Regions from separate parts of the Anas platyrhynchos genome. Here region 1 is linked to region 2. Evidence: chromatin contacts called from public Hi-C data. All regions are on one chromosome and are shown on one strand. Each heading gives the region's core, a stretch centred on a gene start, on an enhancer-like site or on the middle of the called end of the contact. The rest is flanking DNA. Distances are from core to core; before and after follow the strand shown. Region 1 overlaps PLXND1 (plexin D1). Region 2 holds the start of PLXND1 (plexin D1).

Region 1 (5,285 bases), core at 340-2,839, 52 kb after region 2:
AAGCAGTGTTGCTGAGGAAGGGGCTTGTGCTTCAGGGGCTGCTGGGCAGCTCTCCTGGAGGGTGCTGGCAGGATGGGGCTCAGTTCCGGGCTGGCTTAGTGCTGGTGCTGCCCGTGTCTGTCCTGCCCGGCGCTGGCTGCCCCCACTGCGGCCTGGCCGATCTCTGCACCCACCCTGTGGTGGCCACAGGAAGTGTTGCCATTTAACCTTCAGCCTAATTAATTCCACTTACAAAAATTGTATTGAATAGACTGTCCAAACAAACAAGAGAAGGTTGCTGAGGCCCTCAACCCCTTTTTTTGTTCATGACCAAACCACTTAGACACAAACAGCAAGCATGGGATTTCTCCTCTGGCAAACATGAGAGGTTAAGTTATTGGAAATAAATGGCTCTAAAGGTAAGCAGGACTTGCCATGCTGCAGCATTTCAGATGAAACAAGTGAAGCCCTCGAGGCTGGGGTGCACAGAACCTGCAGGCACTCGTGGCTCCATCTCACGTTTCCCTGGGCATTGAGCGCAGCGCAGCAGCAGCACCCTCGCCAGGGCCGTCCTTCCTCCGCCGCCTGCGCAGGGACCAGCAGCGTGTCTCATGCCATGGATGTGGTGGGATGCCCTGCCTGTGGCACTGCATGGGCCGGGGTGCTGAGAGCTGTCTGCAGGGTAACCACGATGTACACCTTTCCTGGAGACGCTCCGTGACACAGATGTAGCTGTAAGATCATTCCATCTCTTCCCTACTTTCTCCTCCCTTCTTTCAATATTTCGTTCAAGTTTCTCTCACTTCCCATTTCTTTAGGGAAGTGAAACACATTTCCAGAAGCGAAAGATATGTTGTATCATGAGTTTTCCTTATCAGATGATGCTGTTGAACCCTTTCATCCCAGAAGTGTAGGGAACCTTTTATAAACAGCGCTGAGAAAACTCACCAACCTGCCTGTGATGTGTGCTGGCCTCTTCCTTTATGGTGGTCAGGAGACCAAAGCCCTGAGCCTGAGTGGTTTGTGCTTGGTGCCACAAGCAGTGTGGACTGGGAGCAGAGCCAGCTCCTCCTGACATTCAGTCCACTGCTTTAACCACAAGATCATTATTTGTCTCGAGTCGCATTATTATTTATTTTTGTTTCCTTACTTTATTTGTATTTCAAAAACTTTCAAGTTTCTTTACTCTCCTTTTCCTGAGCAGCAGCCATTCTGCTTTTGGAGAAGAAAGGAGAATGCAGCTGGGACTAAAAGGCCATTCTGGGGCATAACAAAGTTGGATGATTAGTGAAAGTGGTTTTCTAGTAACAGTATTACAGCAAGTACTGTATGCTACCGTCAGTTCTCTAGGACAGGGCTGCCTTGTGCTCTGGGCTGGGTGTGGTGGGGCCGTGATGTGAGATGGAGCCTGCAGCTGTGCCCTCAAAGCCCTGCAGTGGCACTGTGAGGGGCACGGTGCCACAGCTTGCTGTGGGCCAGCCTTGGCTTTCCACCAGGACATGCAGGAAGAGACTTGGGCTGCTTTGACACACACAAAGTCCCCATGGGCTGGCAGTGAAAGGCACAGCCTGGCCTCCCTGAGAAGCCCGGTGGGCTGAGCCAGCAGGGCCAGCGTGTCCTTGGGTGAAGGTCTGCTGAGCGCTGCGCTGGGCCCCTCGTTGCCTGACCTCTGAGCCCTTTGGTAACGTGCTGCTCAGCTCTTGCTTCTCCTCCCTCCTTTTCCCTCTCCAGATCCAAGTTGGAAAGTTCAACTACACAATTGCAATGCTGCACCTCGGGGGAGGAGAGACTGCAATCATCGTCTCCATTGTCATCTGCAGCATCTTGCTGGTTCTCTCGGTCGTAGGTAAGGGAACAGGATGATACGTTCCCAGGCTATGTTGAGATTTTTTCTTTGTGCACGTGGAGAGGTGGAGATTGCCTGCTCATATGTTAGGAAACCTCTAAGTGCTGCAAATAAGCAGCATCTGAAACTGGTCTGGATGCAGCCAGTAGCCATTCTTCTTTGTGTGGGACCAAGCCAGCACCCAGGATCAAAGCTTCCTGCAGTGTGGAGCTTTTGCTGGGTGAATCCTTAGTTTAACACTTTTACTTGAGGCTGTGGTGTTTATAAATAACTATCCTCTTTTTCCCCAAACACTTCTTAATAGTATTGAGTAGCTACTATAACACAAAATAAAGAAGGGTGTGAGAAACTGATCTTGGACTCTTACCAGCATGAATAGGACTCACTCACAGGCGTGGCTGTCATAGAGCAGAGCTCCATCTGACCCATCAGTAACAGACAGTGGCAGATGCCTGACAAAGAGTATAAAAACCAGAACAAGCAGCCTTAGCTGCAGATCTGGAGCGGACATAACAGTCTGCTAACCTCACTGGAAGCTGCACAGTGCACCTGTGTCCTTTGGCTAGGGTATTTTTTCATCATGTGCCCAGAGTAACTGTGCAGCTGGAAACCCATCATTTCACAGCAAATGAGGTGTTTCTAATAGGGATTTGATTTATTTTTAATAAAAGTTATAATGCACACTACTTATTAAATGCACTACTAGTCATTACAAACATATTTCTAAAGGTACGGGAGTAATGTCAGACATAAATGCTGTAGTACAGGTGATAAACCTCCTAAAATCAGAATTCATTAATGAGCTGGACTACATTAATACGCAATTGATCTCAATATAGACTGCCCAGAAATGAATTGAAGATGTCCGTGACAGCATGATGATTAAAGTCCAGCTGGTTTTACTTATTTACAGATAATCAACAGCTGCCTAATCAGTACCAGTTTTGTTGCGTGTGTTAAACCAACACTGAGTTCAGCTTTCTGCACCCATGTTAACAGAGGACCACTCTGGTCCAGCTTCAGCTGCTCTTAGCATCCTAGTCCAAGAGGCTTGTTCCTTTCCTCTCTTCCAGCTCTCTTTGTGTTTTGCACGAAGAGCCGCAGAGCAGAGCGCTACTGGCAGAAAACCCTGCTCCAGATGGAGGAGATGGAGTCACAGATCCGGGAGGAAATTCGCAAAGGTAAGTCACCATGCTTGGGCACCATGGAGGAGCCAGCACTGGGAGGGAGATGTCATAATAGAAGGGCTGAAGACATTCGCCTTCTTCTGTGTAGAAATTTAATGAATTACTTATAGAAGAGTTTCTGTCATTGCCTTTGTGCTTCAGCAGGATTTGCGAATGACGCTCAGTGGCTGGAAGTGTGGCTCTGTCCCTGTCTTGCTGCCTAACTTGGGCAAGCCACTTATCTCCAGTGCCACTGATTTCCCTGTCTCAGGGTTAGTGCACTCAGGCACATTGGAGGGGTGCTTGCAGGTCACACAAATCTTTAGTGTGCTTTATGATTAGATGCAACAAAACCAGCAACATGTTCCTGCTAGAGCAATGTGAGAAGTAAGGCAAGCGCCTGCACTGCTGTCCGCTAAGTACATGCTTCTGCCAGGAGCACTGAAATCCTTCTGCAGAAGCAGACTTCAGGGCTGGGCTCTGGGAAGCAAGGGAAATTTTCTGTGTGTGTGTGCTGCAGGATGTGATGTACAGCACTGACAGGTAAACCCTGAAAGTAATCTGCTCCACAAGAAAACCCTGCTTCAGCCCACTCAAGGGAAGAAGGCTCAAGAAGGCAGAAGAGACAAGCAATGCATTTCAGTGCCAGCCTGCCTGCTCTCTGTCTCGGCTGGTAGATTATCAGAGCTCTTACCATCTGCGGGTCTCTTTGCCTAAGGTTTTGCTGAGCTGCAGACAGACATGACAGACCTGACCAAGGAGCTGAACCGCAGCCAAGGGATCCCGTTCCTGGAGTACAAGCACTTTGTCACTCGGACCTTCTTTCCCAAAGTAAGGCAATACCACATTTCACAGGCACCTAATCACACCCAATTTCTGCCTCACCAGAACAGGGCTCTGCTCTCCCTCTGCCAGAGTTATTACAGTGTAACAAAATCATTCCACTGTTAAATATGTAGTTGTCATGTATTTCAGCCCTAATTATTATCAAAAGTGGAGCCACAGCTCCCGGGGTGTGCAGTACAGTCGGACTTGCTCAGCAGATGACCAGAGCCTGGCGGAGCTAGAAGGCAGACGAGGCAGGGTCTGGGAGTTGTGCTAGCTCACCAGTGTGGTGCCAGTGGATGCCCTCCCCTGGAAGCAGCGTCTCTCATGTGAGGGGATGGTGCTGGGGACACCACTTTGTTCCCAGTGGCTCCAGTTACACCCTGCTGTCTGTTGGGAGGAAGCTGAAGGGCATCTCCTGTCAGTGCTCAGGGAAAGGTGGCTCTTTGTTCCACACAGCTTGCCAGCGAGAATTTCCAGCTGCGCTGCCAGTTCTCAGAGCTCATTAGCTGTCTCTGTCTCTCCTTCTGGCTCCACTCCGCCAGTGACTGGGCTTACAGTGCCCCCAGTAAGATGCCCCTTGGGCACGCAGGCTGGGTCTGTCTGCCCACAGCCCTCCTCCAGGCAGCACCAGACGTGACAATGCCGTAATTCCCGTCACCAGCTGCTCTGCCGCATCGCTGTGTGCTGCTAACCGCTGCTGTATTTCACCCCTGAGGCTGGTGCGTTTCGGTGGTGAGGAGTGAGAGGATGATTTATGACTGCAGAGTGTTTCATTAGTAGTTATTACTCAGGTTTTTAAGTTATGCAGTCTATATATCTGCACACTAGACTCTCTAAGATTCAGGCTGTTATATGAATGTTAGAGATTTAAACATTTTTCCCATCTGTTTCAAAAGTTACATATGTTAAGACATCCAGTACTTCTCTATTTTGACTTACTCTCCTATTATGCTTTCTCTTCTGGGATTTTCTAGCTGTCACATAAGTCTATTTGCAGTCTTCCTACCCTAACAGCCTTGTGTCTGCTCAGACATCTGCCTCCCCCCCACTCTTGTGGTGTTTGCTCATTCAAGAGGCTCTTGCAAAGTGTTTAAAGGCTTCATAAACCATTTCAGTGCATTTCTTCATAATGGGTGGTCTTCAGTCCTGATGACATTTCTCTCCACCTCACTCCCTTGTGGTGTGCGGCACATGAGGAGGTCTCTGGCCTGGCCCAGCTGCCCTCTGCTAACGCTGTGTTTGGTTGCAGTGTTCCTCGCTGTATGAGGAGTGCTACATTCTGCCTTCCCAGCAGCTCAGCTCCCAGGTGGGGTCCCAGGTCCAAGAAACTCACCCGCTCCTGGTGGGGGAATGGAAAGTGAGTAACCCACAAACAAAACAAATGTTCTTGAGTGTTTGCTAACCATACTCACATGTGTTGACAGTACCATGCATTTTCTTGTGGTGTGAGGAAAATGCTCGATCAC
Region 2 (5,191 bases), core at 1,655-4,154:
ATGTTTATGCCCCCCTGTATTAAAGTGATTAGGTCCTTTTTTTTTTTTTCTTTGACAGTGTTGAGTCAATATAACCTGAGTAATTGCATGAGTAACTCATGTTTCCCCTAAAGGGAAACTGTTCTCGTGTAAATATATTTATTAATAATTAAAGTGTTTTTGAGTTCTTATGCACACAGCCCCTCTCCCCCACAGAGATATCTGAAAAGCTGTTGTCTTTAAACCTGCACAGAAGTCACACAGGAGAAGGGATTTTGGCAGGGGGGTGAATGCCTATTGCAGGAGGCATGTGGTTTAATTTTGACCTTTCCTTTTTTCTTCCTGAACAAAAAAATAATGGTGAGATCTGTGTATGAGAGATTTAAAAACCTCTACTACTCCATTAGGAGCATTACCCTGAAATACTCACTAGAGCTTCTAACAGCCCAGATAATAGGGGTGGGAAATCATTTCTGGAAAATATTCCCCTCAAAGCATCTTACCAGAGGATTGTTTCCTAACAACAACAATAAAATCTTTGTCAAACAATCCTTCAATACCACAAATATTTTGGCTTTAATTGTATCAGTGTAGCTAACTGCTCACCATAGGAAATGGGAGTCAGAGCTCCTGGGGGATTTTTTTCTTACAAAGCAACTACTGAATACCTTTGGGTAAGTCAAACATTTTTCTATGCTCTTTGGCCTATATATTTTTTTTTTTATTTTTAACTGACTGTAATCTGGAACCTAATTTGATATGCCTTAAACGGCTGATTCCATATGGAAGATGCTCTACTATCAGGATAAGCAGCCATAAGAAATCCTAAAATAGGCAGATTAAGGGTTTGGGATCATGGGGGTTTATTTCCATGCAATTAAAGACACGATCACATTTAAATATTGCTATCTTGTAGTTTAAAAAAAGATCCAACAACTGGGAGTCCCACATTCAGAAACAGCTAATAACTCTACTAATTAAGGATATGATTACCAGAGACAATGAGTTAGATAGCATGAAAGCACAACATTTAATTCAGTGCACATTTTTGGTGGACATGGCGTGGCCAAAGCAGTTGCGTATTAATTAGTGCTCTGAAGAGAGCGAGGAGGACAGGAAGGGGGTGAGGAAAATTGGCAGGTGTAGAAATGAGATTAGACAACAACAGAGGATTTTCCTCTCCAGAACAGAAGTCGTGCAGAATTCTCATCAGCCTCGCTACCATGTTCTGTATAAATGAAAATAAGCACCACGAGAACGGGCAGGGTGGCAAGGCACAGCTTGGGGACAGGAGGGAATACAGCTTTCCAGGGCTCATCTGATTTGCTTTAAATACTGACAGCTATTCGTGGATGGTGAGGTGCTTCTGTACTCAACCCTGTGCAGGGGACACACTCCCCTGTTGCAAGGAGACTTGTGTCATTGTAATGATACACGGCTGTAGCTGCATGGTGAAAGCAAGGCTACAAGCTTCCCCTCTGCTTTCCTCCACACGTGGCTGCTCCGGCTGGGTCTCTGCTCATAGTGGAAACTCAGGATTGAGACGAGGACACTGAGGATAAAGCCACGTGCCTGGCTTTCAGCTCTGCCCTCGCTTTGGCTGCAAGCATCCCCAGGGTGCCAAGGGTCGGGGTACTGCAGCGCCCTGCAGCCCACCCGTGCCCCCTCGGCACCTGCCTGGGGTCTGGGCGGCTCTGCTGAGTGCTGCTCTGGGCAGCTGCTCGGGGCCGCTCCGCTCCCGCTGCGGGGCTGTGAGCCCTGAGCAAACACAGCAGCTGTTGCACAGAGTGCAGCCCGGGCAGGCTCCTGCCGCAGGATCGTTCGTGGCTTTCTCTGTGCTCTTACCTGGCCGCGCTCCTCGGTCCGAGAGCATCCCTCCCCACAACGGGGGGAGCACGCGTGCCCACGGACGTGGGAAGAGCTGCCGGGGATGTGAATTTACACTTTCACCCACCCAGGTAGAGCGTTCCCACGCCGATAAGGAAGGGCGGATCAGAGGCTGCGCTATCTCGGGGCCATCCCCCCCGCCCCGTGCATTTCAGTGGGTGGAATTTGGAAATATCAACACTTCTTTCTCTTATTTATTTATTTATTCATCCCCTTTCTACAGTTAAAGGAGAGCCCGATGGAGGGCAGAGGAGACGCGCGGTCCTGTTCCGAACTCTGCCTTTGGCTCCTCGTGCGGGCAAAGCTCCCTCCGGACGTGGGGCCCCGAGGAGCCGCACGCCGCTCCCCGCGCCGGGGGCCGGTTCCCGGGGGAGCTGCCCGCGGCCGGGGCCGGGGCCGGGGCCGGGAACCGACCCGAGGCCGCGGCCGTACCCGGCGGCCCCCCGGGGCCGCGCTGCCCCCGGCCCCCCGCTCCGTCCGGGCTCGCAGCCCGCAGCGGGCGCGGCCGCCCGGACGGGACGGGCCCTGCAGCCCCCGGCACATCTGCACGCTCCATCCCTGCCCGCTCCATCCCTGCCCGCCCCGGCCCTGCCCGCTCCGTCCCTGCCCGCCCCGGCCCCGCCGCCTCCTCCTCGCGCCCCTGCCCGGGGCCGGCCGGCGGGGGGCCCGTTTCCCCCCCCTTCCCCGGGCTGGCCGCGCCGCTCCGCCGCTGGGGAAGGCGCCGCGTCCTTCGGCCGCCCCCCCGCCGGTCCTGCGCGAAACCGGCTGCGGAGAAGCGGGGCGGCGGAGCAGAGCCGTGCCCGGGGCAGGGGGGCCGCGGCGCTCGTGCCCCCGCCCGGTGCGGGGCCGGCCCGCGGCGCGGGGAAAAATACCCGCGACTTAATCATCTTCACATGACAAACCCCGAATAAGAAAGAAGTGAGTAACGCCAAGAAGGGCGGGGGCGGGGGCGGGCGGAGGGAGGGAGGCGCGGCCGTGAGCGCGCCCCGCCGCCCCCCGCCGCCCCCCGCCGCGCAGCGCCGCGCACCCGCGCACCCGGCGCGGCCGCCACTTCCCGCGGGCGTCGCTCGGCGGCGGGCGCGCAGCCCCCGCAGGAAGCGGCCCCGCGGCCCGGCCCCTCCCGCCGCTCGCAGCGGGCTCATGCACTCGGCGGCTCCGCGGCGGCGCGGGCGGCGGGATGGCTCCGGCTCCGGCTCCGGCCCCGGCCCCGGCGGCGGGCGCTGAGCCGCGGTCCCCCGCGCTGCTGCCGCTGCTGCTGCCGCTGCTGCCGCTGCTGCTGCCCGGCCGCGCCGCCGGCCTGGAGGTGCAGCGCAAGTTCCTCTCGCCCACCCCCACCAACAACTTCGCGCTGGACGGCCCCGGCTCCCGCGTCTACCTGGCGGCCGTCAACCGCCTGTTCCAGCTGTCGGGGGGCGAGCTGGCGCTGCAGGCGGAGGCGGCGGTGGGGCCGGTGCTGGACAGCCCCCTGTGCCACGCGCCGCAGCTGCCGCAGGCCTCCTGCGAGCACCCCAAGGTGCTCACCAACAACTACAACAAGATCCTGCAGCCCGACCCCGAGCAGGGCGTCCTCGTCGTCTGCGGCTCCATCTACCAGGGCCTCTGCCAGCTCCGCAGCATGACCAACATCTCGGCCGTGGCCGTGCGCTTCCCGCCGGGCGGCAGCGACGCGGTCACCGTGTTCCCCAGCATGCTGAACGTGGCGGCCAACCACCCCAACGCCTCCACCGTGGGGCTGGTGCTGCGCCGCGGCGGCGGCGGCGGCGGCGGGGCGCGGCTGCTGGTGGCCGCCACCTACACGGGCTTCGGCAGCCCCTTCTTCCCCCGCAACCGCAGCCTGGAGGACCACCGCTTCGAGAACACGCCCGAGATCGCCATCCGCGCGCTCAACGCCCGCGGCGACCTGGCCAAGCTCTTCACCTTCGACATCAACCCGTCCGACGACAACATCTTCAAGATCAAGCAGGTCGCCAAGGCGCGCCACAAGCTCAGCTTCGTGCGCGCCTTCCTGCAGCGCGGCGCCGCGCCGCCCGCCCGCCGCCCCTACGCCTACCTGGCGCTCAACAGCGAGGCCAACGCGGGCGACAAGGAGAGCCCCTCGCACAGCCTGCTGGCCCGCATCTGCCTGGGCGACGCGGCCGAGGCCACGCTCAACGGCAGCGGCGAGACCAAGAAGCTGACCGAGTCCTACATCCAGCTGGGGCTGCGCTGCGGCGGCGCCGCCGACGCCTTCACCCGCCTCGTCTCCGTCTTCCCGGCGCGGGCGGCCTGGCGCAGCCCCTCGGGCCCGGCCGCGGCCCCTCCGCCCGAGGAGGAGCTGCTCTTCGGCGTCTTCGAGCGCGCCGGGCCGGGCGGCGGCGGCGGGCGGCCGCTCTCGGCGCTCTGCATCTTCCGCTTCGCCGAGATCGAGGAGACGATCCGGGCGGCGCGCAACTCCTGCTTCGTCAGCCCCGCCGCCGGCATGGTCACCGTGCTGGACAGCGTGGTGCAGGGCACCGGCCCCGCCTGCGAGAAGCGCAACATCCAGGTACGGCGGGCACCTGCCGGGCCGGGCGGCGCCCACGACGGGGCGCCCCGAGGCTGCGGCCGGCGGGGGGGTGACGGCCCCGGCCCGCCCCGTCCGCTGCCTCCCGAGCGGCCCCGCTCCGCTCCGCGCCCCGCTCCGCTCCGCTCCGCCGGCCGGTCCCGCTGCCTCCCCGGCGGGCGCGCACGGCGCTCGGCACGGGGGAGCGGAGGGAGCGCTGCTGAGTGCGGGCGCCGCGGGGCTCGGTGCCGGGGCAGCGATATTCCCACGTTCCGTGCCGCACGGACCCGGCGGTGACTCAGAGGCTCGGCGTCCGGCCGGGGTCCCTGCACGGCCGGGAGGGGGCTCGGGGGGGGGCACCGCCAGCCGCAGCTGCTCCCTTCCCACGTCCCGTCCCGCCGCGGCCGGGCAGCCCTGCGCGGGGAGGCGCGCACACAGGCGGCCTTGTGCCGTTGCGTTCGGGGGAAAAGTTTGCCGCTGTCACGATTTCTTACCGAGTGGACGTAAATGTTAACGGCGGATAAAGACGGCTGCTTTCCCTTTCACTAAAGACGTGCACTGTTTGGAGAGAAAGAAAGAGAGAGAAACAAAGAAAGAGAAAGCTGCTTTAACACTGCATTTTTCCCTTCCTCTGGGAAGGATGCATAACTCAGCTCCATCAAAGATCGTAAAAACATCTGTTGGATTTCAAAGGCAAGATAGAGCATTTGGGCTTGGGCTTCCCTGTGCAATGCCAGTGGCAAAGAGAGAAAGGTTTCCCATGGTAACCGAAGTGTTTAGTGTGGCATCTCCATGCTGCGTTAA

Evidence for each region. Hi-C and Micro-C count contacts between places; a contact is called where the count stands out from the background.
Region 1: a Hi-C map of liver shows a contact between it and region 2, with 3 times the contacts expected there. The contact joins the enhancer-like site here to the promoter of PLXND1 in region 2. A contact is called at or near these places in 3 of 8 Hi-C or Micro-C datasets (liver, skeletal muscle and subcutaneous adipose tissue).

What each region holds. Positions count from the first base shown.
Region 1 is chr13:580,967-586,251 of IASCAAS_PekinDuck_T2T, forward strand. It overlaps PLXND1 (plexin D1), which reads left to right. Exons shown (of 36, transcript XM_027467956.3): 20 at 1,711-1,825; 21 at 2,899-3,006; 22 at 3,710-3,822; 23 at 5,069-5,176. Among named protein-coding and RNA genes, the nearest start is that of H1-8, 31 kb to the right of the region's middle. Within about 2 kb of position 1,590, at least 2 of the 8 cell types and tissues checked have an H3K27ac peak or open chromatin away from gene starts, as enhancers often do.
Region 2 is chr13:527,595-532,785 of IASCAAS_PekinDuck_T2T, forward strand. It overlaps PLXND1 (plexin D1), which reads left to right and starts at 2,905. Exons shown (of 36, transcript XM_027467956.3): 1 at 2,905-4,390. The coding sequence starts at 3,044. It overlaps LOC119718269 (a long non-coding RNA gene), which reads left to right. Exons shown (of 4, transcript XR_011812613.1): 4 at 1-1,168.